Regions from separate parts of the Arachis hypogaea genome. Here region 1 is linked to region 2. A link is a contact called in public Hi-C data. All regions are on one chromosome and are shown on one strand. Each heading gives the region's core, a stretch centred on a gene start, on an enhancer-like site or on the middle of the called end of the contact. The rest is flanking DNA. Distances are from core to core; before and after follow the strand shown. Region 1 holds the start of LOC114925762. Region 2 overlaps LOC112771542.

Region 1 (7,653 bases), core at 4,452-6,951, 390 kb after region 2:
ATTTTGTGAGCTGAGACATCCTGAATGTGCTTGTCTTCCACCCTTCCTTTTATATGCCCTCAATCCATTACTGATGCAATCATGAGATTATAAAGAGACATGAAATATGCCAAAAACAGAACACTAACACAAGTTAAATAGACTTTAAGGTGGAATTAGTTATTAAGGATCTATTTTAAACTTAGTGTATTAGCTGTAACTTAAAACATAACATATAAAACATTACATATTTACCTCAACTGTTAGAATGATCTGAGCCTTTCCGTCAATTGTGGTCATATTGGCATTTTTCACCTGAAATCCAAATGAATTTATAGCTTCCATGAACCTTGAAAACCCACTTGGCTTCTGCTCCCAGCATACCTTAAGCAAGAACTCTGTTCTGCTTATATGATTCACTTCTGTTTGCATCTGGTGAACATGTTAAAAATGTCATAATAGGTCTATGATGAATAAACAAGTACCAAAGAAATACCAACTCTTTGTACCTTCATCTCCTCTCTGTGGCAAGATTTTTAGCATGTTAACCTTCCTTTGGAGGCACCCTGACTGATTTTGTTTTATTTCTTTTGCCATTGTCACAATAGGAACTCAAAGTTCCTTGCTGCTTCCCTGAAGTTTCATTGTACTTGGGCCTTTCAGTTTTGCATAATATATTAGCTTGTTTCAAATTAGTTTCAGACCAGTAGGGTGTCATAATCTAAGCCAAAAATATTACCTCTTCATGAGTAAGCCATAGATAGGCTGAAAATGAGTTACAAAGAAACTAATGCAAAACTGCTCAAAGCTGCAGAGCATGATAGGCTGAAAATGAGTTACAAAGAATTGAAAACAAGCATAGGGTGATTTCAATATCTTCCATTAATGAAGTCTAGTGGATGCACTTCTAAAATTACATATTACCTGTTGGTTTTAAAGCTTCCAAAGCCATAGATATCAAGGACTACATATTGCTGCATGCGTGGGCCCAACACACATACATTACCATAAACAATCAATTTCACCAATCACCATTGTTGTTTGTTTCCCAACTCCATGTGCTTAATTATATATCTATCCTGATTGGGATAAGAAAATGAAAGTCTACTCATACAACCGCCTCTTAAACTCACTTCTGTATCTCTTCACCATTCATCTATCCCTTTATATATGCAATAATTATTTTCAAGATAACATACTAAGCAATTCCGATTTTATATATGTGTATTGTCTTGGTCATCTTACAAATACAACAAAATTAAATTTGTCCGCTATCAATCATTTATTCTTATTAACTCTTATAACTAAACTAGTAATAACTACTTGTGTCTCCTGAGTTATTCTTATTGGAAAGGGATTAAAAAAATAAAATTATTTTATTCACAATTCAACACTTAAACCGTTTCTCTCTCACTCTAACATCTTATTATATATAATAAAAACCAAAGACTACCTACTGTGCACTTGCTTGGAAACTTGTCCAGGTTACAAATACAAAAATGTTTCAGACATAATAATTCATTTGAAAAAAATACATAAATAATTAAATATAAAAATAAATAAAACTTACATCAATAGAAGGAGAATCAAGGATATCATCAAACTTAGCCTGTGCATCATCTAACGTCTCGACATTCTCCAGAGTATTATCATGCACACTGACAGCTGATAAGCATCTTGTCCCGAATCTCGCAATAGCTATTAAACAAGAAGTCCAACATAAGAAACAGGCAAGTTGAAATATAATCAAAAGTATTGAGTTTTTATGTGGCAAAAAATAATACGATTTCTTGCACTCTTATATAGTCTCCAACTTACCATCACGATCCTCCAAGCCATTTAATGTGTCTGCAATGAGATTAAGGTAGCGGAAGAATTCTCCTGTAAAGTCTTCAAAATTCTAAATATGAACAAAATACAATCTGCAATGCTTACTCCTGATCAAACAGAATCGAAGAAAGAAGCTCTAAACCAAGCAAGTGTCTAGATATGAACACAATTTTTTCTATGGATTAATCTATACTTTCAGTTTCTGACAAAATACAATAGCTAAGAAGAAACATGCAAGACAATGAAATGATCTTCAAATATGGATTGAATTTTTGTTTTCATGACAAAAGGCCAATAGTTTTAAAAAAAATAACAAAAAGAAATCTTTGCTTTTTCCAACTTCCACTCAGCAACAAAAGGCCCTATTTACTTTGATTAAGATCCTCTAACACCACTCTTCCTAACAATCAATACAACAAAAGAAAAAGAACTAACATTAATAATAAAATAAATAATCCATTTTACTAACTTTCTCTCGCAATTTCCATCAACAAATAGTACAAACCTTAAAATACTAATAATTAGTACCTGGTTTTGGCTCAATCTGGCTCCCTTTGCTGAGAATATAGACCAAAAAGGTTAACCACTCCAGCCTTAAAATTTGCAAACTCAATTTATTAAACAAATCAGATACTTCAGTATATTTTCGTAGGAATGAAATCTTAATAATATATTCTCCAAATCTTTCACAACCATCATTGCTTTTTAATTAGCTTTTGATGTATATTAGTAGTAGACAATAACAACTACTATCAAAGCTTTTTAATTACCTTTTTAACATGCAATATGCAAGCTAAGCCATATAGCACCTAATTATATATACCTGCAGATTCTTGATATGGTTGCTTCCCTGGGTACAAAGCAATATGAATTATCAATTTCATAATCAAATTTTAAACCTATATATATATATATACAAATATGGTTTTCATTCATTTTTCCAACAAATTAAGTCACAATCTAAACCTCTTTTATTATTAGAACTTACTCACTCCCTACATTAATATACAAAGAAAAGCTCTGATATCCTTTGTTAATAAAATCATAAATTAAAAATAATAAAATGTCATAGATCAAACTTCAAAAACCGTTTATTTTCTTGATGGAACCTAACAGAAAAGGAAGTAATGAGGTAATAAGGTGCACGAACAAAAGAAAGTAGAGAAGTGAAGAAAATTGATACCTATCTCGAGTGCACAGAGAGTCACGTCAGTGTTCTGCTTTATGTACTTCTGCATGAGCAAAAAAAATAAAAAATTAAAAGCCAAAATTAAAACAGTGGCACAATCACAAAATTAAAAATTACAGGAAGTGGACCAAAATCAAAATTGGATGGAACCAAAACCAAAATTGAGAAAAGAAAAACCCTAAATTTGGTAATTTGATAACAACACATTACAAGAAATGAACCAAAATAGAACTTCCATGAAACTACGAGGAAGAAATAAGCGATAAGGAGCATCGAGCCAATTATCAAAGCCGCATTAAAGGCGAAATGCTAAAAACAATAATTAAGAGTTAATGTAATTAGAACAATTAGCATATAACAATCATTGAAGTAATTAGAACCAGAGGATGTGAATTTAGTTACAGATCTAGAAGTGAGAAGTTAGAACGCAAACTGAGAAACAGATCGTGGAGGAAAATGCACGTTAATGGATGATCAATACAGCAATACAGCAATACAGCAATACAGCAATACAGCCAAGAACAGGAAACTGCAATTATGCCAACATTAGAAGGGTGATCAACAAGTGTCCATATGAATAAACCAAAATATCAATTTATACATTTTGGATTTGGAACCATCTTAATGCTATGCTTGAGTACGATTTCATATCTAAATGGCAATCTATTATGTGCACAGAAGAGGTAGCAGTGTGTCTATTGCTATGGGGGTTGGGAGGAGCAATCAGGGCAACTGCTTCTGCTATGAAGACTCTGAATTAAAAGATAAAAAACTGTCATCCATTTTAAATCACAGGAAATATTCAAATTATTAAGCAAGCTCTACCCAACTGCTAACAAAGAAAATCTGGGGCTTTCGAGAAAAGTCGACTAGTAAAGCAATATATTTTCGGTTCAAAATACTAAATAGTGGTCAAATTGTGACAAAATCCAAAGTATAAATCAACTTCATGATTTGTATAAAACGTGACACGATACAAATGGACTGTGGGTGGATTTATCTTAATCATTACTAAAAAGCTATACAATACATAACACATCCATTTATATGATTATTTATCAATTTATAATATTTTAGTCACCATATCACTTACTAGCACAACTAATCCACAGAAAAATGACTCAGGTCACAAATAACTAAGCCTAGGTCAAATCAACAATAATTCAGTTAGAGAGCAATAAGATAACATCAAGAAGAAAAAGAAATACTTTAACAACCAAAAGCTCCAAAGTTGCACCTCAGTCTCTGATGTACATCTGTTAGCTACATTTATAGAAGCCTTACTTGATGAGTTAATTCCTGCATGTTGAACATTTTTGTTGTTTAACTTCCAACTTAAATTTTATGAAGCTATTTTAATCATGATCATTGAGATGTTTATGAAGAAATTGTACCTCCACAGTTTGACTGCTACAAGATGGAAAAGAAGCAAAGTCAGACCCATCAAAAGCTCTTAAAAAGTGACAATTCAACTATCACAATAACTTACCTTGAACCCAAGAAATCTTGTATAATCGTGATCCAATTTCTTGAAAGGTTTTCTTTAGTGCCTATATTTTAAACACAACCAGAATGTTCAGCATCACTAATAAATTTAAGTAAAAATGGATGCCAACAGTTCATATTTAAGGGAGGAAAAGCTATGCCAACTACACCAACACCATCATCTAGTTAACTTGCAACAGCACACTCTTAACTCCTTACATCACCAACCAAGCACCTAACAAATTAACTAGCTAACTGTAACCACTTTAATTAATTCCTAACAGCCGACTATGTCAGTTATAGAGTTGCAAGGGAAAAAAAGAGAAGAAAATTTAGCCATCTCAGATAGACAGAGCGCAAATATAAACAATCCAGAATAATCTTAAGAAGATAACAACGCATAGAAAGTTAAACACAAAAAATCCAAACCTTAATAAGTAAACGCAAATAAGGATGTAAGCTTTGTGAAACTAAGCTATGGCAGATTTTTTCTGAGATCTGAGATCGGAGATCAGAGAAACACCTTAATAGAAGTAAGCAATAGAAGATCTGAGTTGAGAGAGAGATACAGAGAGGAAGGGGTAAAGTTACGAAAGAAGACCTGAGATCGTCGACTGGTTGAACAGTATCACCCCAACCAGTCCTCTGTAATCGGCGTCAATCACCCCCGCACCAACATCAATCCAATGCTTCAACGGAAGACCCGATCGCGGAGCTGTAGAGAAACAAAAATCCCCATAAATCAGCACCAAAAACAATTTTGAAACCCTAACCCAAACAAAAACGAAGAAATCGGTGCCTTCTGGAATCAAAATACTGAGGTTTAGCCACCAGAGCCTTGCCTCTCGCCTGAATCTTCGTCTCCACAGCACTAACAGAAAAAACAAAATAAAATAGCATTTGTCGGAGAGGAGAAGTAACTGTTTCAGCTTAACTTGAGAGAGAGAGGTACCTGGAGGGATTGTAACCGGCGGAGAGAGGAGAAGCCCTAGAAGGAAGAACGGCGTTGTCGGAGAGCTTCTTTACATGGCGGAGAGAGGAGAAGCCCTAAAAGGAGAGATAGAAGGGAGATGAGAGCGTCGAATGTGTTTCGTTGAATGAGGAGGTGTTGCAGTTCTTTTATTTTATATACATGGGAAAACGGCGGTTCAAAACCGCCCTAATCACTAGAACCGCCAAAATATACAAAGCCAATTCCGGCAGTAACGAAAATTGCCATAATGGCTGGATATTATGGCGGTTCTTTAAAACCGCCTTAATATTAATGCCATTTTAACCTTTTTTTTTGTAGTGTTCTTTGGCTCAATATGAAAAATTAACCATCCGCTATTGTACATGTTCGAACATCCAGCGTAAAATACTACTAATTTATCAAACACAATACATCCATACTATCCAGAATAACCATTCGGATACCAGGGATAATAAACATCTGATATCCTACTGAATCGAACATCCAATTTAAAATACTTAAAATTGCTCACACAAATACACCTTTACTATTCTAAAATAAGTATATGTGAACATTTTTAAATAAACATCCGATACTTTAATTTTAATTTAAAATTAACTCCATTATATGCATTGTACGACACATATATTGGCTCCTTATATTTCCTCTAGTAAATAATTATTTGACATACCATAAATTGAATTGTGTTAAAAAGATATACTCTTTTCTCTATTTTTCTCTCTGAAACTATATTCAACTCAAAAACTCTTACAAAAATAAATAAAGTTTATTTACAACAACAACAATAATATTATTATTGTTGTTGTTGTTGTTGTTGTTTGAATCGATTAAATAATTATTACTAAGTTATATATAATTATAATGATTATTGAAAAATATTTTGATGAAATAACTAAATTAAGTTATTCTAATCATAAAAAATTAGAGAAGAAAAGAATATCATCTAAAAAATTTGCAAAAGAAAGCACTATTTTCAAATATATATGATAGAAGTAGTTAGTAAGAGCATCTCTAATAGAGTATTTTTTTAGTATCATCATTTTTATATTTTTAAAAAGTGAATTGATTTAGAATTTAAAATTTGCATTGAAGTTGATTTATAATGAAATAAAACCGATATCACTTTAGAGATACAATATTATCTTGACGGAGAACTAATAAAATTTTGTCACTCGTATAATTATGTTGATGAAATAATTAAAAATAATATAAAATTTTAAATCAAATAAGACTAAACATTGGAAGAACAAATTTTACTTTTAATTTCAGATCACTATTTATAATATATAGTCTTACAAATATTTTTATAAAATTCAAAATAAAACTGAAATTAGAACTAGCATGGGAGAACAGCACTTAATTATTTTTTATTTAATTGTAGAACCACGAGCCATAGTTATTAGTGATACAATAATAAGAAGAACATACATACAAACACACACACACACAGACATATATATAATGCTTTTGCACTTTGCTGAAAAAACATGATTATATTTTATTTGCAGCATTCAGAATCATTTCTTGGGCAGTCTCGAAACACGAAATCAAATGGTGTACATCTATCCAATCTTTTTCCACTCCAAATCCAATGCGTAAATACCCCATGTAACTTAATATTGTCACCGTGAGACTCTGCATCAAATTTTGAAAACAAAAGGTTAATTAGTATATTTGCAACATATTCTACACAAATTAATTATATAAATAAGATGTATGATGTGCATGCACCTGACGTAAACCAACAGTCATAAAGTAAAAACCTTTGACGGGATGATTATCAATAGCCACTTTTTCAACTGGTCCAACCATGTGTGAGATGCTAAGGCTTGAATTTGCCAATGTTTTGTGCACATATTTTGCCGCAACCTGATGATCTAACCCAACCTTAATTAATACGAAGAGTAGTAATAATAATAATTAAGATGAAGTGTCTTTAAATAAGTATACATAAAAAGAATAAGAAAAATTCTCTATTATTAAAAAACTAGAAATGTTGCTTACTATGAGTATGAAGTGTGATAATCTATTTTTAAATAAATTCATTTTGTTAAATTGAGATATCGAGCTTATAATAAATAAGATATCCTATATATTCACAACACATTATAGTCACTTTATCTCCATAAAAAGAAAAACCTTTGTCAAAAATCTTCCCAGATTTATTTCCACACTAGAGTTTATTATTACATTATGT
Region 2 (6,762 bases), core at 2,668-5,167:
TGAGCATACTTATCTAGAAGTAACGGATAAATCAAACTCTAAAGGAGCAGAAATAAAAGTGGTAATTGAATTGAATTTTCGAGTGGAATTTGAAATGGCAAGAGCTAATGAAGAATACAACAGATTAATTAGCCGATTACCAGAAGTATTCATCGGAAAATCTGAGAGATTAGGGGTGTTAATTAAGATTATGTGCTCTGCTGCTAAGAAATGCATGAAGGAGAAGAAAATGCATCTAGGGCCTTGGAGGAAACACAAATACATGCAAGCTAAGTGGCTTGGCAATAAGAGCAACAATATTATTAATAGTTCCATAACACCAACACTACGGCATCAAAAACCTAAGGCTTCAATGCTTACCTTTGATTTACTAGAAAATATTCCTAGCATGCACTATGCTGCTGTTGAGGTAGTTGTGTGAGGAGAAAACTATATATATATATATATATATATATATATATATATATATATAGCCATGCTTCTTTAGTTAATTTTTCAAATCATCATAGTGTACTTCGTTGATTATGTGACTTATGTCAGATTTTGCTGTGGTAGTTAATTAGTAATAAGCTAAAGTGGTGTATTATTAGTTTTTGATGATCCTAATTTTGCAATTGAATCTGCGGATTAAGATATATATATATATAAGATAAGGAGATCATCAATAAGTCCAACTCATATATACTTGATGATGAAGTTCTACAAATTTCTAAATTCTTAATCATAATTATTATACTCCTTTCTTCTTAAAATATGTTTTTTTCTTTTGCATTTTTTTTGTTTAAATACATTAATTTTTTAATTAAAAAAATTAAAAAAATGCTTAGGTTATTTCGCATTAGCATAACTCTCTCAAAAATTAAACTATATATTCTTAACATGGTGAAAGAAGTAACTCATCATTAGCATAACTCAATGTTTTTTTTTTTCAGTAATACTAGAGAAATAATAGTCTAGAATTACTTATCTAATTTAACATTTGAAATTTTATGCATGTAACCTTTATAATTATAGATTTATTACATATAAAATTATTTAATTATTTCAGCAACAATTAAAAAATACAAAATAAAAAAATTTAATATAAAATAAAATAACTTTTGACTACTTTAGATTAAATTTCTATTATCTCCCAAATATTCTTTTATTGTTTTCGAGTACTTTCTATTTGCTCGCTCAATTGCTAGTAATAAGAGTCCTACACTCGTGTTGTTCTATAGTTTTCAATTAAATGGTTGAATTTGTTTTTAAAAGATTATTCGTTTTTAAATTGGTCTTCGATTTTTTTTTAATTAAATTCGTCTTTTAAAAATTTTAAATTAGTTAAATTAGTTATTCCGTTATTTTTATTGCTAATGGCATTAATATTTATTGATGTGATATATTAAATGACACCACACTAACCATAATACATACCTAGTCGTCCTAATTAGCGATTAACATGCATGATAAGTTTATGTAATTAGATTAAATTAATCTCAATTGGAGAGGACCTTAGATTGAGGGAGACTTTGAGGCACTGAAACCTTCCATTTGATATTGATTTAATCTAATTTCATAAACTTATCATGTTAGTAGCTAATTAAAACTATTAAGTGTGTGTTGTAGTGCATGTTACTTAATATAACATATCAACAAATATTGATGCCATAAGTAGTGAAAGTGACGAAAGAATTAATGTGATCAACTTAAAATCTTTGAAGGATGAATTTGATTAAAAAAATTATTTGAGAACCAATTTAAAAAATAAATAAATTTTTGGAGATGAATTTGACCATTTACTCTATATATCTATAATTTTTTTTAATTATTTTAGATATTAAATTAAATTATCAACTATATATTTATATTAAACTGCTATGCACTATTTTCCATTTCTTCTTTCCAACCTTCTTACTAACCAAAAATCAAACTTAACAAATTCTTTTAAATAGGTTGAGTTTGGAAAACTAAATCTTAATCAAAATGATGAACAAATATTATTAGACTATTATTTGTGTGATTTGTTTTATTAAGTGTGCAAAAAAATAACTTGATCAAAGCTAATAACCAAAAAAGCATAAAATTTAGCCCAAAACTGATCTGTCCCACATTCGCACACAATATAACTTAAACATTGAACATCCATAAACAAAAATCTCAAACACATTTCCACCAAAAATAAAAATATAAGGAATCCAAATTCAGTCGGTGATCTCAAATCAAATCCATACAAGTCACTAAGTTACCAATAAAGTAAACAAAATATTCAATTCATTTGAATTCTTTTTCAATTTCACCAAACACACTCTCTCCTCTCTCTCTTCCTTTTCTACCTTTTCACATTAAAACTTAGAAACAAAAAAGAAAAAAAATGAAAAGAATTAAAGCTAAGTTTTGGTGAAGAACAAAAAGTGTGTTATCAAGTTCAAGCAAGTTTCAAAGCTACAATAAAAAGGAGGATTGCATCCGGTTAGAGCATCTCAAAAGCTATTTTTTTTTTTCATTCGTGCTATATCAAGGGACTGTGAAGAAGTTTGCTGAACCTCAAGTACAAATCAAACAACCATGAAAAGAGTAAAGTCAAACATGTTCAAAAACTCATCAACGACCACAAATCAAACTTGGAGTGAAAGAAAAGATTCACGGTCAAGATCAAAGGAACTTAAAGAAAAAGGATGAAAGAGAAAGTAAGTTGCATGTCAAAGATTTGGCCTTCTCTCTCTCTGTTCTAATGACGTCGCTGCAAAGTTTGATACTGGAGAAGAAGATAGCAAAGAGGTTGAAATTGCTTATATTCACTCTTCTATAATAAGGGTGAACGGTCAAGGATTGAAGGTAAGAGAAAAAAACAGAACACTAAGTTCGGTTCTCATAGCTACCTGAGTTATTCTAAGTTCTTCTCCTTCATGGTTTTCTTGTTGTATTTCTTTTTCTCAGTTTAGTCTGTCTAAGTCTCATTGAAAAAAAACAAACATGGCGAGGTTTGTAAGAAAAACCCAAAAAGGTAGTGAGTTAAACTTGGAGAAAAAGTCATATAATTATCTTAGAAATTCTTTATATGTATTTCTATTTTGTATCATAATCCTGAGAGGATTACCTTACATGTTGGGTTAGTACTTGACTGTTGAAAGCTAGGTTGAGTTCTAGTCAAATTCAAATTGGGTTAGAATCTGGATTTGTCTCAGATAAGATTGGTAGATCCTAAGAAGAATTGGTGAATGTAATCCATTGAACGATAGTGAAATTCTGTCACAGTTGTGATAGAGGCTGGATATAGGCTACATTGCACTAAGTAGCTAAATCAGGATACATCTGTGTGCAATTCTCTATTCTCTACTCTATTTCTTTTTTTATAATTTAGGAGACAAAAAAAAAGTGTCTCTTAATTAGATAGGAGATAAAACAAAAATATTTCCTCAAGTTTTCTTGGGCCAATAAAGTTAAGTTAAAAAGTCACTGAAAAAAAAAGGCTAAGATTCAATCCCCCTCTCTTAGTCATTATTGAATAAAATAAAATAAACTAAAAAGCGCAGTCGTTTCTAGAGCTAGTATTTTATAAATAAAATAATAAAATATTTATAATTATATTTTATTTATAAATCTTGATATTAAGAAATAAATTAAAATAAGTCCATAAACAAATTACAAAAGATATACACGTGGATCATATATAACAGAGGAATGATAGTATTTCTTTTATCGGCATGAGGCATATTTGTAGCCACAGTCGCATTTTACAACTAATTCATATCAAGTTCAAACTAATCCTACATTTTTAATTAATGAAAAATTATACGGTTTTAGGGTGTTTTAGTTGTGGAAATGCTAGAGATTTTTAAAATTATTTTTTTGTACTCTGGGTTGGTTTAGTTAAGGAAGGCTATTGCTTTTGGGTCAATAAAATTTCTAAAGCAGAAGGCTTGTTTTTCTAAAAAAAGAATTGTACCACTTACTACCCTTTTTGCTCCCTCTATTTGGGATATGACTTGGGTCTTGGGCAGTTGGGCCTTTTGCCATTCATTATGGATGGAAAGAGCTTACAAGATAGAAGTCCAACCAACAATATAAACCAAGACAAAAATAAAAGCGACAAAGTGAGGTCAAATATTACGCCCTGAAATAAAAAAATAAAATAAGTGAGGTCAAATACAATATAAAAAAATAAAAAATTAATTTTAAATTTTAAATTAATAATTTAAAAATTAAAAATTTATGATTTAATAAGATCTAAAATTTAAGATAAATAAAATAATTAAAATATTACTGTTATCAAACTCGGTAAGGTTCGATCGTTGCTAACTTGCTATGTTGTTATGATTATGGACCATTTATGCAAACCGGTCAAATCTGGTTTGCTGGTCAAACTAAGGAAAAACCGCTCTGAACTAGACCGATGGGTTCTAAGTTCTAAGTAGGGGTGGCAACATGTACCCTACTTGCGGGTACCCAATCCGACTCCACTCGGTCGGGTAGGGTTGCCAACTCGATTCGCAGCGGATAGGGTAGGGTGCGGGTATGATTTTCGTGCGAGTCGGGTAGGGTGCGGGTTGAGCCTCAACCCTACCCGACCAACCCGCATTCTATATATGCATATGTTATATACTTATATAAAAATATGTTAAGTGGATGTTGAACCAAAGACCTCTCATTAAATGCAAAAAAAATTTAGTCATTAAAAGAAGATCATTAATTGATAATTTAATAAACTTTTTTTTACATAAAAATCAGTTCTATTTTAAATTATTATCAAAATATATAATAATATTATTTTTTTTTTTTATGTAATTCGCAGGTAGGATCGGATACCTGCGGATTAAGAGCGGGTAGGATTAGGGTTGACTCCAAACCATATCCATTGCCACCCCTAGTTCTAAATTTAGCAAATGCCTGATGACGTCAGTGTGTGCTTTTGCTTCATTTTTTCCGAAACATTGGCCTCCTAAAGTCCTCAAGGCAAGCTGAAGCTATAGGCAATTAGGCATCGAAGTCACCACATGTTTTGTTTTGTTTTTCTTTTTTTTTTTGTTAAATATATTGTTTTTTCATAAATATATTATATACATGTATATTTTATATATTAAATTAAAAATTTAATTTTGATATAATTTTATACGTATATCTAATTACATAACGTTAAATCAATAAAAATAATTATCTTTTACATTGACTGTATGAATAATTATCTAAAAAAAATAAATATGATTATACGACGGTATAAAATGATTTACGTTGTTAGTGTATCAAAATTAAACTCTTAAATTAATTAATTTTTATTTAACTATTTTGATTAGTAATCTTATAATGTATAGCACCACATTATCTAATGGTCAAGATGTCGGAAATATCTCCGAAATCCTCTGTGGTGTCTAGCCAATCGCAGCTATTCAAAAAATAAGTAAGAAACTCTAAGTAGTGGAATGACCGTAAAATTCTCGTATAGAAGACTAAATGTGTTATACTTTGTAATTTATGTTATATAATAATATATGTTTAATTTTATGACATTAATATTGTAAAATATTGTATACATTTATTTAATATAAGTTTTTTTAAATAATTATTTAAACAGATAATATAAAAAAATAATTATATTTACTAACTTAATTATTACGTAATTAAATATATATATAAAATTAATTTATACTAATTATGAATCAAAACTAAATTATAAAAATATAATATTACAAATCTCGCACCTTTTTAAAATAAAATCTATAAAAAAATTTATGAGTGTAATTATGTGAAGCATTTCTAATCTCTCAAACTAGTTTTTGGAGGTGAGTTAGAATAAAGACAATATTATTATTATTATTATTATTATTATTATTATTATTATTATTATTATTATGGATAACTTGATCGATTCATTGTTTATAAAAAAGAAAATTTCTATTATCTTAAAGATTTAATTATTTTATTGATTTTTATAGTTTTATCAAATTTATAATTAGGTTTATATATATATATATATATATATATATATATATATATATACTATTTTTAATTTTATAATTAAATCTTTTCTAGTATAAAAAATATTAAAGTTAATTGAATATTTTTCTGCAAAAGTATTTACAATTAAGATCTTAATTAGATATTTGATCACATATTCTTTAAGAGAAATATTCTGTTAATTTTAAGAATTTTGACATAAAAATGACCTAATTACAAAATTAAAAATAATATAAAAATTGAATTAAAAAATATAAAATTTAATTGTTAATTTAGTAAAATTTAATTATAATTTAGTTATGAATCGAACATGTCTAAAATTATGCTACGGGTAAATAAAATAACGGAAAAGCTCTGCATACAAGCCCTAATGGCTTGTATGCTTTACAAGTTCATTAAACAATAAAATCAAAATATGCGCTGCTTCAGGTACGTTGATTACACGTGCTATATAACATCACGCGTATATTTAACTACCAGATTTAAAATATTTCTTTCCTTTTTCGTTTTCGTTATTTTGAGATTTCGTTGTTCTTCTTCTCGCGCGTCTTCCCTCCTTCTTCTCCATCGTTCTTTTCCTCTCCTTTTCTCACTAGCATCTTCTTCGTTTAGGTTACCTTTTTCTCTCTCTGCAACTCGAGCTTCGTTTTCTATTTTTTATTTGTTGTTTTTTGAAATCAAAGTTTGATCTCGTTTTGAAGATAATGGATCATTCAACCTCAGATTCTCAGCTGAATGCAGGCGAAGTGGATTATGAGTCAGAATCTAACGAAGTTCCTGAGGTTTGATTTACATAGGATTAGTATGAATTTTCTTTCAGTAATTTGT

The links. A called contact is a pair of places that touch in the nucleus more often than the background predicts.
Region 1: a contact with region 2 is called in a Hi-C map of leaf, with 6 times the contacts expected there. The contact joins the promoter of LOC114925762 here to the enhancer-like site in region 2. A contact is called at or near these places in 2 of 8 Hi-C or Micro-C datasets (both in leaf).

The regions. Positions count from the first base shown.
Region 1 is chr18:11,209,978-11,217,630 of arahy.Tifrunner.gnm2.J5K5, forward strand. LOC114925762 reads right to left here and starts at 5,702. Exons shown (of 15, transcript XM_072224763.1): 1 at 5,670-5,702; 2 at 5,436-5,530; 3 at 5,257-5,354; 4 at 5,075-5,198; 5 at 4,488-4,539; 6 at 4,393-4,408; 7 at 4,236-4,297; 8 at 2,993-3,041; 9 at 2,633-2,659; 10 at 2,338-2,366; 11 at 1,798-1,879; 12 at 1,550-1,677; 13 at 489-700; 14 at 235-411; 1 more. The coding sequence starts at 5,702. The coding sequence ends at 524. LOC112769394 (wax ester synthase/diacylglycerol acyltransferase 4-like) reads right to left here. Exons shown (of 5, transcript XM_072224764.1): 4 at 7,188-7,325; 5 at 6,799-7,091. The coding sequence ends at 6,948.
Region 2 is chr18:10,818,919-10,825,680 of arahy.Tifrunner.gnm2.J5K5, forward strand. It overlaps LOC112771542, which reads left to right. Exons shown (of 3, transcript XM_025816312.3): 3 at 1-444. The coding sequence ends at 421. Among protein-coding and RNA genes, the nearest start is that of LOC112771542, 5.1 kb to the left of the region's middle. Within about 2 kb of position 3,918, at least 2 of the 3 cell types and tissues checked have open chromatin away from gene starts, as enhancers often do.